Linked DNA regions of Mus musculus: regions 1, 2 and 4 are each linked to region 3. Evidence: chromatin contacts called from public Hi-C and HiCAR-type data. All regions are on one chromosome and are shown on one strand. The core of a region is the stretch at or near the end of the contact, and the rest is flanking DNA. Distances in the headings are between cores, read along the strand shown. Region 1 has its middle 84 kb from the start of Gm29922. Region 2 has its middle 100 kb from the start of Gm30266. Region 3 has its middle 140 kb from the start of Gm40217. Region 4 has its middle 67 kb from the start of Gm29922.

Region 1 (3,410 bases), core at 829-3,328, 470 kb before region 3:
AGCCATGCACATTCCCACAAATGCTGTAACCCCAACACTGAGGAGGTCCCACTAGTAAGAACTCTGTGGTGTGCTGCCTGCCAGCACAGCAGAGGAAAACCTCCCACAAAAATCTGTGAGCTCCAGGCTCAGCAAGAGTCCCTGTCTCAAAGAAACAAGACATAGAGTGGTACAGGAGGTCACCAGACTCCCTGCTCTGGGTTCTGTGTGTACTGAACAAACATGCACACACACAACACACATGCACACACTCCTTGCTGGGAGCCAATCAATCCAAGGCTTTCCCAGAGGCCCTGATAGAAGGACAATGTAATGCCAGTTCTGTGTGCTCGCACAGAACAGACTTGGCAAGGTTGGGACTGGGGCTTGGGTCAGGGCATTGAAGAAGATAAATTCTCCACTCCTGTGAACCTAGCTTTTTCCGATGGGGGGCTGTGGCTATCTGTCCTAAGGCAGTTGTGTCTGAGGTATCTTGTGGGTTTTTTTCTTTTTTTGAATTGCTGATTCATTTTTCTGCTGATCATTGCCCATTCCCTCCCTGCAAATAGTTTATGAGATGCTGTTGTCCTTAACAAACTTGCTTAGCGTGAGCCATCAGCTTCTGCGCGACCCCCGTGTCCCATCTTTTGCTTTGTCCTCTCTATTTCTCATTCCCTGTCCTCCCCTCAACTCCTGCCCTGGGGACCTCCGGGCATCGCTGAGTTTGGGGACGCTCAATGCTGTTTGTGATCTGACCCTTTTCAGACCATCATTTCCAAGTTATGGCTCAGCTTTCCCTACTCAAAGCACCCACTTCCTTATTCCTGCGGGTTCCCATCAGTTTCTCGACTCTGATGAACTTGGTTAAGGACCTGCAAGTTCACTCTTATTTATTACATTTTTTTTTCATTTTCAGTTCAATGAGTTTCTCAGGAGCTATGAGGACAGAGTAATACATGTCTTATATGTTCAGCACTATATATGAAGTTCTAATCTTATACTAACATAGACTTACTACCTATGGACCCCTACCTAAGATAAGAGATCACTGCAGTGTTGAGACACAAATCTCCCATTTATTCATTCACTGATTTAGCTGTGTGAGAAAATGTTTGTTTGAGGGCATACTATCTACCAGTACTTGCACTAGTCATATTCCATCTTACATTTTCTTTAATTCTTTTATAATGTGTGTGTGTGTGTGTGTGTGTGTGTGTGTGTGTTTAAGAAGACACCAATAATTTGAGAATGAGGTGGGGGGGGCATAGGCACAGTTGGCCGGGGAGGAGGAGGGATAGAACTGATGTACAGTATTCATGTATAAAATTCTCAGAAAACAAAATAAATTAGCAGCGACAACAAAATCCACGAAATGAGAGCGATGCTTCACAAAATCTAACTGGGATGAAGAGAAGGAGCATAGCGGGGAGCAGCCTGATGGGGGCGTGGCCCCTGGCTGGGCAGATCTGAAGGGTTGGCATGCTTCTCTGGAGATGAACATTGTTCTACAGGGTTCTGTTAGAAGCTCCTAATTTTGGGTAAAAACAGGAATAAACTTCCAACATGAACCATCTAACAGCAGCAGGGGCAGCCTCAGAGCTCTGAGCACTTGCCTCCTGTACTTCAGCACAGCCTGCACTGAGGCCCAGCCTGCTTCTCAGGGGCTCATAGTCCCGCACTGGCAATGGCACGCTGTGTTGCAACCCTGCTTCTCAGGAGCTCATAGTCCCGCACTGGCAATGGCGCGCTGTGTTGCAACCCTGCTTCTCAGGAGCTCATAGTCCCGCACTGGCAATGGCGCGCTGTGTTGCAACCAGGTGTTTTTGTTTGTGTGCTTGAGAAGGAAGTTCAAGGTGGCTGACGTGTGGAAGAGGGAGCATCCGACTGCTCTTCTCATGAGTCTTTGGAGGAACCTGGATGACAGAAGGGTCTTGCTGAGAAAGTAGGAGAGTCCTATGAGGAGGAGAAGAGAGAAGGGGCCTCCTAGGCTTGTGAAGAAATCCAAAGCTCGAGAAAGTTGGGTGGATTGTTAGCGGCATAGATGGGCTAATGAGTGAGGAATGCTTTAGTCATAACTTGGAAATGGTGATCTGAAAAGAGTCAGATCACAAATAGCCTTGAGCATCCCCAAACTCAGCTATACTCTGAGGTCCACAGAGTAAAGCCCTGTGCTGAGGCCCGTCTAGAGTCCCCAGTCCCTCTCCTTCCTGCCTCAGTGTCTCTTAGCAGGTCCATCCTCAGTCCCAGGGTGGAACATGTGTTAATTAACAATGAGATGCTTTCTGCTCTGTAAGCCTGTGCAGGCTTCCTAGGAGCACTTTTTACAAAGGAGGTCTGCCTTCTCTGTCAGCAGCTCCCATGGTTCCTGTGCTGTCAAGATTTTTGGTCCCACTGAAGCTTCTCCACCACTTGGGTGGGCCTGCCTTAGCACCACTCAGATCATACCCCAGTGGCCTGCTCCTCTAGCGAGCAATCTATTCTTTCCTAGGATCTGTTAGAGATGCAGGGGATTGCATGTGCCAGGAAGAGAAGTGCAGGGCTAGGATTATTTGCATGTAGCTCTTTAGCATCCAGTGGTGTTTGTGGAAGATCTTTTGTAAGGGACAAAAAAGTTCCCACACCTACAATTAATTGATCAATTAATTAATTAACTAATTAATTGTACAGGACATCCTTAATTTTATTTCTGTGTGGGCCTTTGAAACCATGTCAAACAGTTTTTTGTTTAGCTGAAGTACCAATTAAAGCATGTAAATTCAGTGTACCATCACCCCTTGCTACCTTTCCTAGTGTATTTTTTTCTCCTAAGAAAATGACTTCAAATTTAATATTATTGAATGGTTTTTAGTAAATGGTTCACTTTAATTATCAAATTGACCCTATAAGGAATGTCTCCTAATTAAATTGATTCCACTTTAATAAAAATACTCCAGCTAAAAGCAACTTAAGGAGAGCAGGGTTTGTTTTATCTTACAGGTTACAGTTCACCATTGAAGAAAGTCAGGACCGAAACTAAAGTAAGAACTTAAAGCAGAAACCATGGACAAACACTGTTTCATAGCTTCCTCATAGGATCATGCTTAGCTAGCTTCTTTCTTATACAGCTCAAGGCCACCTGCCTGGGGAATGGTGCCCCCCACAGTGGGCTCCATTCACCAGTTATAATCAACTCTCCACAGGCCAATCTGATCTAGGCATTTTCCTTCTTAGATGACTATAGATTGTCTGAAATTGATACTTAAAGCTAAGTATCAATATACTATCTAGTATGCATGTATAGCATATCATACTATTGCTTCTATTTACAGATGGAGACCTTGAAGAACATTTGATCAATGAGAGAACTCTCCATTGTGCCTCAGTTGATGACTGGTCTAGACATGTTTTGAGCCCATGTATCCTGGTTCCAGGGAGTCCACAGAGGGGCCAAG
Region 2 (3,215 bases), core at 627-3,126, 490 kb before region 3:
TAGCCTTGATCATTTGATGGAAGAAATATGGTCAGGTTCTCTCACTACTGTTTTTATCCCACATCTGCTCCCTTGGCCTCCCAGGCTCTGACATCTTTAAGGGGACAGATAAAAGAGGAATGACAGGCAGAGGTTGGCCTCAAGTAGATATGCTGAGCCTCAGGCAAGTTCATCTGGAGACTGCAGGTCTCCAGATGATAAGGGAACTTAGGGAGACAAACGTCAGACAAGGACCTCAGCTGTGAATGAGTCTAGACCCTCTGCTAAAGGTGAACATTTCAAGTGTCTAAGAAATGCTCTGCTCAAGTTCATGCAGCAAGACTGTGGCTAGCACCTAGGACACCTGCATTGCAGAGCCATGTTCTCACAGTGATGTCTGGTGTGGTGCAGAGTCTGCTCAAGGGAGCCTCTACATTTCTAATTTGTTTTATGCATTTATTGCATTTTCTTTAACCATCATAGACTTCACCACTCATTAGTGTATCTGCAAAACACTACAAGTACTTCTAGAACTCTCTACGGTATGTGGAACCTGACTTCAGAGTCAGAAGGGTCACACTGTTGGGAGTCTGATCTCCTACTTGTGTTAGAAGACTTGAGGCCAAAGCATGTTCTTAAACTCACTTAAGTACAGCTTAGGCTATAGCTTCTTCACTCTGAGCCTCAGTTTCCCTACCTCAATACTGAGTGTGATAATGTTGTATAACTCTCAGGCCATTTTTTTTTCTTGGAAGACTTTGTTACGATGTGTGTGAGGTTACCTAGCACTAACTTGACCTGTCAGGTTTTCACAGTTTCATGGACGCACTTGTTCAATGTGAGATACAAAAGACTTCCAACAAGCACTGGCCAGGAAATTTACTTACATACATCTTCTCTGCTCACTAATCAATATGTGCAAATGGTAAGAGGTTAGACAGGGAGCGAGTGATAGATTCTTTCCAGGTAGTCATAGGAGAGCCTCTAGAAGGGGAAATATCGAAGAATAAGTTTTAAAAGATGAAACAGAACTTTCTAGGTGAGAAATTAGGGTAATTTTAGAGAAATATAGTACCAGGAGCATATACATGAAGGCATGAGCATGTACGGTTGTGTGAAAATTAAAGTAAGCAATTTAATACGCACAGTAGAAGCTGGGGTGGAGGATGGTCAGAGTGAGGAATTAACAAATGAGGTGTGGGCCAGTCCAGAGATCACTGCAAGAGCAAGAAGTTTAGGAGTGGCCATTCACCCTGAGCCAGAACTCAGAGGCTGGTGGCTTGGAGATGCACTTGGCCTGTCTCACGTGGTGCCTTAATGTAGGTGTGGCACGCAGTCTACAACTCTGCCTTCTGCTGTCTTCCAGCCTTGTCTCTTCTCTGTCATGCTGCTTCCCTTCTCTGTAGCTGTCTCCTGGAGTAGGAAGGCTTTTGGGTTTAAGAGGTTGGGTGCAGAACTCAGACAAGTTGGATGTGAGTTGCAGACCGATGGGGTGGCTACCTCCACAAGGGTTAGAGCAGGAATATTGGCAGGAGAGAATCCTATAAAGAGATAGTTGTGAGAGATCAGTCTGTCTGAGAGATGCCAAGCTCCTGATCTGAGGCAGATCTGAGAATTCCTGTTGGCACAGAATCCACAGGACTCAGGATAAATTTGGGTAATGAGACTAAGAAAGAAGAATCAGACTAAAGAGCTTGAAAAGACCAACTGTCTCAGGACTGGTGTCCCTTGAGTCCTTCCTGGTGCCTGACACAACATGGAACCTCAATAAATAATTCCTGAGTAAGTAGCGAATGTAAGAGGAAGTTCCGACAGTTTCCAAGACTCTAACCTTAAAAGGAGCACAGACTCCACAGTTCTGGCTTGAGTGTGAGCAGCACAGCCCGGATGATAATGAAGTTTTGACTCCCATTTTCAAGTCACACCCAATCTCCATGATCCAAATAGCCCATGGAAGCCTAGAGCAGGAACTTGGCTGGCTCCTGAGATGCATAAATTAGAAGTACTAGCTAGGGGGAATGCTGTCTGCCATCTCCCTTAAGAGACCTGGGCTGAAGAAGTGCAAACAGTGAGTTCCTTAACTTTGGGAGATAAAAGTTAGAGGCTGTCCAAATCTGAAGCTTCTAGAAGGCTGGGCGCCTCCAGGCGCAGCCCTCTCATCATTGAAGCAATAACAAAGATATTACCAGCAAAATAAATAAGGGCTCTGTGGATTGAAGAGATAATAATTCTGCTGGCCAAATATGAAAATATCAAAGGTCCAGGAAAGGATACAGTTATGAGCTTTGATGTGCAACCATAAAGGCCCATTTTATGCTCTAGCCAGGAGTATTTCAGGGCAAAGATGGAATGATATTTTATGCTGCCTCTGAGGCATAAAGGACACTTTATGAGTGAAGGGAAGCCAACTTCTCAGATGGCTGCAGACTGGCAGGTCCCTAGTTTGAAATCTAAACACCAACTCAGATTCCAAAACAAAATTCCTCCCTGTGCCCCTTGCTCGGGAGAGATCGGCTTGGGTTGTCAGAGTCAATAGAGTAGGAGGTCTACCCCAGGGTGAGGCTGATCAACCCCAGTGGTTCCAATTGCAGCAGGGCCCAGGGACTCTAGAGATGCAGAAGGACTCATACTTGCCAATGTGTGAAGGGCAGGGAAGGCATCAGATTGCTAAACTGGGAAGAAAATGGTGGAGTATGAAGTCCTCCAAGAGTGCTTGCTTACTGAGTGAAGGGTCACTTAAGGAAAGTTTTGTCCTCTTCAGATTTCTGCTCAACAGTTTCTCCCTGGCAGAGATCATCATGCCATGGTCCTTCACTGTTTCAATTTGTCTTTATTACCATGATACAGGGGATCCACACAAGCACCTTGTTGTGCTGTTGTTATCTCACTTGTAGACGAACATTTCTGGGTGGACACAGCCATGGAATTTTCTTTGCAGTAGAACATCACCAGACACACAGAAGTGGCCTTATAAACAACTGTTGAATGAATTGATGAAGCCTGTCATCTTTTTCTGTTGTTCTTTTTCAGTACTAGAACTTGAACCCAGGGCCTTGTATATGTCAGGCAAATACTCTGCCACCGAGCCATTTCTCGAGCCCTACTAAGGCCCCTAAGTTATGCTAAGAGATCTGGCATATGGTTCAGGGTTGCTCTTCTTTTTCCAGGGCTCACGTGGTAGTGGACAAGACTGTTAAAGTTGATATAAAGCCTTATATAGTAAGTGATAGGGCCAC
Region 3 (3,672 bases), core at 1,131-3,630:
TGTTTAGATTGTTTTGTTTGCTTATTTGTTTGTTTTGTAGTTTTTATTATTTACTCTATCCCAGAGGGGCCTAGAGTATCTGGTCAGTTTTAGGGACTTGAAGCTATTTCAGGTTTTTTTTTTTTTAATCTCTCTGTTTAAGGGGCTTTCTGTAGGATGAAATGTTCTCATCGCTACAGAAGTTGTTACACAGTAAACGGTCAGATCTCTTCCAGTCCAGAGCCAAAGCCTGGAGAGTTCACACTGGGATGATCATTCTCAACTAGGCTATGCGGAAGAATCTCCTAAAAGTACAAAGCTTATTCCCCAACAATCTTTGGGAAGGTTCATGAGAGTTTTTTTTCTGTCCTATAACTCATCATGTAGACCAGGCTGTCCTCAGATTCAGAGCCCCATCTGCCTTTGCCTCCTGAGTGCTGGGATTAAAAGCATACATCGGCGCCACCCAGTTTTTTAGCAACAATCTTACTTCAACAAATCTCTGTCTCCTCCAAGAGTATCTCCTGCAGGGTCAGGGTCAGGGTCAGTGATTGATTAGGACCGTTGCCCTAATTAAGGAGGCAGCAACAAAACAGGTCAGTCTTGTGAAACTGAGTATAGGCTCAGCTTCAGTCATCTCTCCACAACTTTTCTCCCTGTCCATCTCTCTGTCGATACGATAACTCAAAGGGCCATTGTCTTTATCTTGACCCATGGGAATTGCTTTCCATGAGGTTTCTCTGCATCTGAGCCTGTCCCTTCCCATCTATATTCTTAAATGCTATCAACTTATTCTTCTCAGCTAGTCATGGGCTTCCTTTAAATATTTCTGATGTGCTGGGCAGTGGTGGCGCCCACCTTTAATCCCAGCACTTTGGAGGCAGAGGCAGGCAGATTTCTGAGTTCGAGGCCAGCCTGGTCTACAAAGTGAGTTCCAGGACAGTCAGGGCTATACAGAGAAACCCTGTCTCGAAAAACAAAAAAAGAAAAAGAAAAAAAAAAATTCTGGTGCGGTTTATTGGCTTGAGGTTAAGACTCAAAGTCATGTTGCAATGGTCCCCAAGAGCTGTTCTGCGTGTGAGTGGATAGATGGAAGGCTGTGGGTAGATGGTCCACCTGTTGAGCCACACAGAGAATGAGCCACAAAGCAGGGCGATATGATCTCCAATGGTTGAGTTTCTAAGTGTCATCAGAACTTGAGGGATTTTCACCTTTAGAAGTGTAAGGAATCACTTCCCAGTTGACATGTTCTGTGGAGAGCCGTGAGCAATTGCCATCATGAGCCTCCGCTGTGCCTAACTGGTAAACAAGTAATGTGCGCAGGTGCAAGAGTAAATTCGTGCCAAGTCACTGCCCATCCCGGGGCGTGGTGATGAGGCTCTGGGAGAGCAGCCAATCACACGCCACACTAAGGTGTATATAAGCAGCGCCTTTTTGGTGCTTGGGGTATTCCTCTTCATGTTGAAACTGGTGTAATAAAGTTGCTGCAGAAGGATCCAGTTTCTCACGCGTGTGTTCTTGCTGGCGAGACAATAGTATGTGTGAGAATGTTCCATCCTGCTCATCCTGTGGACTAGAGTAGAACGGATATGGAAAGTAAAGCTTACAATTGCTCATCTCACCCTTGTCTTCAGTGTCTTAACCTGTATCTCAGTCTCACTAGGAAATGGCATTTCCTTACATGTCCCAGGTTTCTGCAGGTACTATTTCCTCCCCTGGACTTCCTCATTTTTCTCCTTTATTTTACTAGCTAGTTTCTTCTTGTTCTTTAGTACATGTGACACTGCTTCCTTCCGATGTGACTCACCTCCACCTTCTCAAATCCCACCCCACCTGGATCAGGACCTGTCATGCAACATGTACTTCCCTCACCAGATCCCTTAGCATAAGATACAGCGATTGTCACTTAATATGTCTGTGTTTCCAGCCAACCTGCCAGGACCATCATAGTAGTAAAGCCATGTCAAATTATTATGTTAAATATCAGTGATGTGAATTCATTCTGGAAGACAAGCTGAAATGCCTACAACAAATGCTAAGATTTCACAGGTATAGAATTGTCTCCTGAGATGTGATGGCCCCAGGACACCTAATATTAATTCTGTCTTGCTGTGTCCCACCCCCACTGCTGGACATGTGCTTTGTATTGGCCTTGGTGCCTGCAATTTATGATTCACGCTGAAAGCACATTTGACTCGCTCATCTTTATAGCTCTTCTCCGAGAAAATTACCCAATCTGGCAGTCCTTTTGGCCCCAAGGCTACTTGACAGATCACAATGAGCCAGGCCAGATGGGAGGAGAAAATGAACTCCACCATCAAATTGTCCAATGCCTGAAAAATGTTGGCTTTGAGATAGTGCCGTTCTTTGTATTGCCTATAATCAGAGGGCTGAGTTCTTCACTGGGCCAAGGCAGTCAGGTCTTGGTGTTCCTGGCTGAGCTCAGTCAGTGTCCCACAGTGGAGCTCCCTGCCAGGTGGGCTGTCACAGCTGCGGAATCAGAGAAGTTGTGCAAGAGGAAAAAGAGATTTTTCCAATTCAGCAGAAGGAAAAGCCTCAGAGAATGAGCTCAGCGCAAGTGGGAGTCAAAAACCAAGGCCAAAGGTCCAGAACTCAAGTGCGAATGGCAAGAAGGAGGATCGTGGTGAATACAAACTACAGAAAGAACGTGAGCAGCAAGCGAGAGACAGGGATGACTGTGATGTGGGACACATGAAGACTCCCAGTGCCTTCCCACATCCCGCCACTTCCCACAAAGCTTTCTACAGAGTCAAACTGTACATTGATTTCTTTACAAAGCATTTATCCAGCCTTTGTGCTAAGCATAACTCTTACTTTATTTTTTGTTTTTATCTGCTTATATATGTGCACATGTGTGCATCCATGTGTGTGGCCTAGTATATGTGTGCATTTGTGTTCATGAATCTGGACACATGTGTACCATGATGTACATGAGGACGTCATAGGACAACCTCAGGCTCATCTTCCACTTTTTTTTTATACAGACTCTCTCTTGGGTGTTTTTTGTTTTGTTTTGTTGTTTGTTTGTTTCCTGATGGATATACCAGGTTGCCTGGTCCATAAACTTTAGTGTATTCTCCTGTTTCTACCTCCCAACTCCCCTCAGGAGCACTGTGACGGGATGTATGCATGCCCAGTATCTAGCTTTATTTATGGGAATTAGAACTTAGTTCCTCAGTCACGTGTAGCTAGTGCTTTTCCTGGTGTACCATCTCCCCAACCTCTAGTACAACTACCCCACACCCTACGGTTATTCTCATTCTAGAAATGAGGAAACTGAATTTCAAAGAGACTCACAAGGGGTCAAGGTAGCAGTGGTGCCTAGGACCATCTGGTCTAAAGGCTCTGGTATGAGGTCCCCAAGTATAAACAAGCCGACCTGCTGAAAGTCACTCCCAGAAAAGGCAAATTCCAAAGAAGACTCTGAGTCCAGACAAGCTGTTTGGAAAAAGTGGAAACCAGCAAAGCTAAGAGATGTTAAGGTCAACTGAGTCCCTTGGAAAGGATATTCTCTAGCCTTTTGAGCTGCCTACAGGCTATGTGGTGAGCTCCAGATCCCCAGCTTTTGTGAGGGGTCAGAGGCACTGACCTCAGGAAGACTGTGCCCCTCCAGCAACACTGGGAGGAAAGATGGTCTGCGATGGGAGAGATAGAAACCTTAATTACTTCCTG
Region 4 (3,201 bases), core at 622-3,121, 320 kb before region 3:
GCAGCGGTGAAGGTGGCTGTGTCTGCTCAAGAATAGCAGTGAAGCCAGTGTACTGAAGAAGGAGAAGTAATGCCTGGCAAAGCCAGAGGACTCGGGGCTGGAGAAACTGGGCTTTAGACAATCATAAGGTGTATAAGGTTTATCTTGTTCTAAATAAGATTAGTAAGGTATAATTGGTATGGAGTAAATTTCCCGTGTTTACAGCATACGAATTGATACATTTTGAGGTTTTATATGTCCATGAAACTATTTCCACATTGAAGATATAACAATATCTGTTAGGCGCTCTCTCCAGAGTTTTCTCATGTGGTATGGGGCTCCCGCTTCTGCTTCCTCCTTGCCCTTCACCTCCTCTTCCTTTTCCTCCTCTTCTGCCTCTTCCTCTTCTTCTTCTCCTCCTTTTTCTTCAAAATTAATAATAGTACCACCCCTACTTAGTTGCTATACTATAAATGAAACAAAGGGATGGTGTGTGGAATAGAGCCATGGCCATTGGTCTCAGTTCCTGGTAAGGTCCCCACCCTGCACTCCACTATGGTGGATTTTCTCTCTTGCTCACTTGAAGAATGGCTAGAAGTGTCTGTGCAAGGCCAACTTCAACTATTCCAGACATCTCATTACATTTGGAGAGGTGTGGCCTACAGGTCTGAGCAGAACAGGAAGCGCCCCTCCCCTCCCACCTTTGATAAATATTTCTTGTCAAGATTATCTTACTGGATATACATCCAGCACCCAGCAGTTATCTTCAGGCCTGCTGTAGGGGAAGCCAGCTATTTGGCTTGAAATTGTTTAAGTTGCTAATAAACAAATCTAAGCCAAGTAAATTGCATGGAGAATGTAGCAGGGGGAGGGATACAGACATTCCAATGTCTGCATAATTGTGTTTGGCAATGATGTCTCCTTTGAAGCTAATTAAAAAGTGTGGGCAGGTTATTTTTAACTCTCTTAATTCTTACCCTCAGCTCTCTCCTTATCTTATCCTCGATCTATTCTAAGGAGTAGTAAAACTTTTACTGAGGGGAAAATTCCTAAATAACTGAACGCCATGCTCTGCCCACGTCATCCATACCACCATGGAGTTTCCTCTGCCCAGTGCATGTACTTCTCAAATGCGTTCTCATTCCCATCTGATATGGGTTCTCCTCTGACTGCCCCATGAGACCTTCTCATGCATCTCATGACTCTTCCTGATGCTCAGATGCTCACATAGACAAACTAGATTCATTTTCTCAAGAGCAGATCCATTTACTAGTTACTCATCTGTAACCGTTCTTTTCCTTCTCTCCCTCTCTCTCTCTCTCTCTCTCTCTCTCTCTCTCTCTCTCTCTCTCTCTCTCTCTTTGGTCACCTTTTCTTTTTTGAGAGCGTGTCTCACTATATATCCCCATCTGACCAGGAACTTGCTGTGGAGACCAGGTTGGCCTCAAACTCACAGAGATTCATCTGCTGTGCCTCCTGAGTGCTATGATAAAAGGTGTGAATCATCATGAGTGGTATATAAAATAATTATTTAACAAATGTCAGTTGTACTATTTTGTGTCCCAGCAGGAAAAGCATGGAACATGCATATGAGTAAGAATGATTTAATAAACACAGGAAACTCTAGAATAAGAACCCCAAAGATGGAAACAATGGGGTTCATGTCTGCCGGTCAGAAGTCTGTTTTCTTCTGCTACAGTGGAATACACAGGACTGAAAGGAGGTTTATTACTCCTGGTTCTGGAGACTTAGAGGTCCAAGGTCATGGTGACATCTGGCAATGTGACGAGAGCCTTCTGTTGCATCAGCCTTGACAGAAGGTGGAAGAGAGCATCAGGCGGGGGGGAAAGAAGGATGATTCAGTGCTGATGAAAGGCAGGGCAGGGTCTTCATGACCCAACAACCTCTTAAAAACAGCTCCTGATCACAAACACTGGAGGACACATACAAATCAAAGCACTACCCCTGGGTCAGAAAATGGAGGATGAGGACATAGTCTCCGGAATGTGTGAGACAGAGACAAAGGCAGAGACAGAACCCTGACTGCTGCTCAAAGGATTGCAGCCAATGTATAACATCCTGGTTAGGATGAAACTGGAAAGTTTACACCTAACCTTTGTCTGTTCCTTTGTTTTCTCATTTGCTTGTTTCCTTCCTTCTCTCACTCTATATCTTGTAACACTTTCTCTTGATTTTAATTCTATCTGAAAACAAGCCAAGGGACATGTGTTAATGCCATGCCTATCAGTCTGTCTTCCCGGGCACAAGTCTGGTAGCCAGTTAGGCATGGAGAGGCAGATAAAATATGCTGCACAATACTTTGTGAAAACCAGCGTCTACCGAACTGTTAATAAGAGAACCACCCAGTTGTGCAAATGCATTTGAGCATCCTATACACACTTCCACCTTGCTTGGTAGAAGGTTGGTTCCCCTGCCTTGCAAAGTTGCTTCGTCCTTCTCACCTATCCTGTTGCTGTCCTGCTGTTTTGATTTGGCAGTTCACCCAAATCAGAACCACTGGAGACTTGACACTCACCCTCGGTTCTCCCTTTCTCTTAGGTTACTGCACTTCTACCTACTAATGCCCTGGGTGATAGCACACATTAAGGACTAGCAGATCTTAGAATCTGTTTCCATATGCAGTCAGGAGGACCCCACTTACTAACAAATTTGTTAGAAGAACCTGTGATTTGTCAAACAAGTAAGAAATCAAGAGTGTGAAGTTTTAAGTGAATCATGGATGCTAACACAGGGGAAGACTTGAGACTAGAAGCTAAATTCTCTCTCTCTTTCTCTCTCTGACACACACACACATACACACAAACACATACACATTGATACTATCCACATTCACTCAGTCATTAGTGTTCATGATTCTCTCAACAAATTTCCTAGTTTTATGCTCCCGAGTTCCACATTCACAATAAACTATAATTTTTTTTTTCTATCCATACACGGCACTTCGAGCCCATCAAATAAATCTTCTCCCGTATTTACCACTTCACTGAGCTACACATATATTTCTCCTGGTATTTTATTGGATGATGTTAAAAGTGACATGCATCGTCCTATTTATTTTATTCTTTGCCTTTAGGAATAGGGAAGTAACTGAGGCCTCTAAGAGCCCATTAGAGTAAATTAATTGGATTCTCACTGAGGCTTAGGAATTCTAAAATGAGTTTGTTTGCTATTAGCTTGATTCCAAGTTGTGTGTGTCTGTCA

Evidence for each region. Hi-C and Micro-C count contacts between places; a contact is called where the count stands out from the background. HiCAR-type assays count read pairs that join an accessible place to other places.
Region 1: a HiCAR-type map of fibro-adipogenic progenitors shows a contact between it and region 3, with 6 times the contacts expected there. The contact joins two enhancer-like sites. A contact is called at or near these places in 1 of 15 datasets of contacts at CTCF or cohesin (the NIH/3T3 cell line), 4 of 484 Hi-C or Micro-C datasets (adipose-derived mesenchymal stem cells, embryonic fibroblasts and uterus), 2 of 115 datasets of contacts at active chromatin or transcription factors (embryonic stem cells and fibro-adipogenic progenitors) and 1 of 9 other capture datasets (embryonic stem cells).
Region 2: a contact with region 3 is called in a Hi-C map of uterus. The contact joins two enhancer-like sites. A contact is called at or near these places in 1 of 15 datasets of contacts at CTCF or cohesin (the NIH/3T3 cell line), 4 of 484 Hi-C or Micro-C datasets (adipose-derived mesenchymal stem cells and uterus), 3 of 115 datasets of contacts at active chromatin or transcription factors (embryonic stem cells and fibro-adipogenic progenitors) and 1 of 9 other capture datasets (embryonic stem cells).
Region 4: a contact with region 3 is called in a Hi-C map of uterus, with 4 times the contacts expected there. The contact joins two enhancer-like sites. A contact is called at or near these places in 1 of 15 datasets of contacts at CTCF or cohesin (the NIH/3T3 cell line), 3 of 484 Hi-C or Micro-C datasets (all in uterus) and 1 of 115 datasets of contacts at active chromatin or transcription factors (fibro-adipogenic progenitors).

The regions. Positions count from the first base shown.
Region 1 is chr4:105,928,164-105,931,573 of GRCm38.p6, reverse strand. No RefSeq gene overlaps it. Among named protein-coding and RNA genes, the nearest start is that of Gm29922, 84 kb to the right of the region's middle. Within about 2 kb of position 2,078, at least 12 of the 459 cell types and tissues checked have an H3K27ac peak or open chromatin away from gene starts, as enhancers often do. A contact at or near this core is called in fibro-adipogenic progenitors, where this site is marked.
Region 2 is chr4:105,947,257-105,950,471 of GRCm38.p6, reverse strand. No RefSeq gene overlaps it. Among named protein-coding and RNA genes, the nearest start is that of Gm30266, 100 kb to the left of the region's middle. Within about 2 kb of position 1,876, at least 6 of the 459 cell types and tissues checked have an H3K27ac peak or open chromatin away from gene starts, as enhancers often do. A contact at or near this core is called in uterus, where this site is marked.
Region 3 is chr4:105,456,054-105,459,725 of GRCm38.p6, reverse strand. No RefSeq gene overlaps it. Among named protein-coding and RNA genes, the nearest start is that of Gm40217, 140 kb to the right of the region's middle. Within about 2 kb of position 2,380, at least 27 of the 459 cell types and tissues checked have an H3K27ac peak or open chromatin away from gene starts, as enhancers often do. A contact at or near this core is called in fibro-adipogenic progenitors and uterus, where this site is marked.
Region 4 is chr4:105,776,666-105,779,866 of GRCm38.p6, reverse strand. No RefSeq gene overlaps it. Among named protein-coding and RNA genes, the nearest start is that of Gm29922, 67 kb to the left of the region's middle. Within about 2 kb of position 1,871, at least 6 of the 459 cell types and tissues checked have an H3K27ac peak or open chromatin away from gene starts, as enhancers often do. A contact at or near this core is called in uterus, where this site is marked.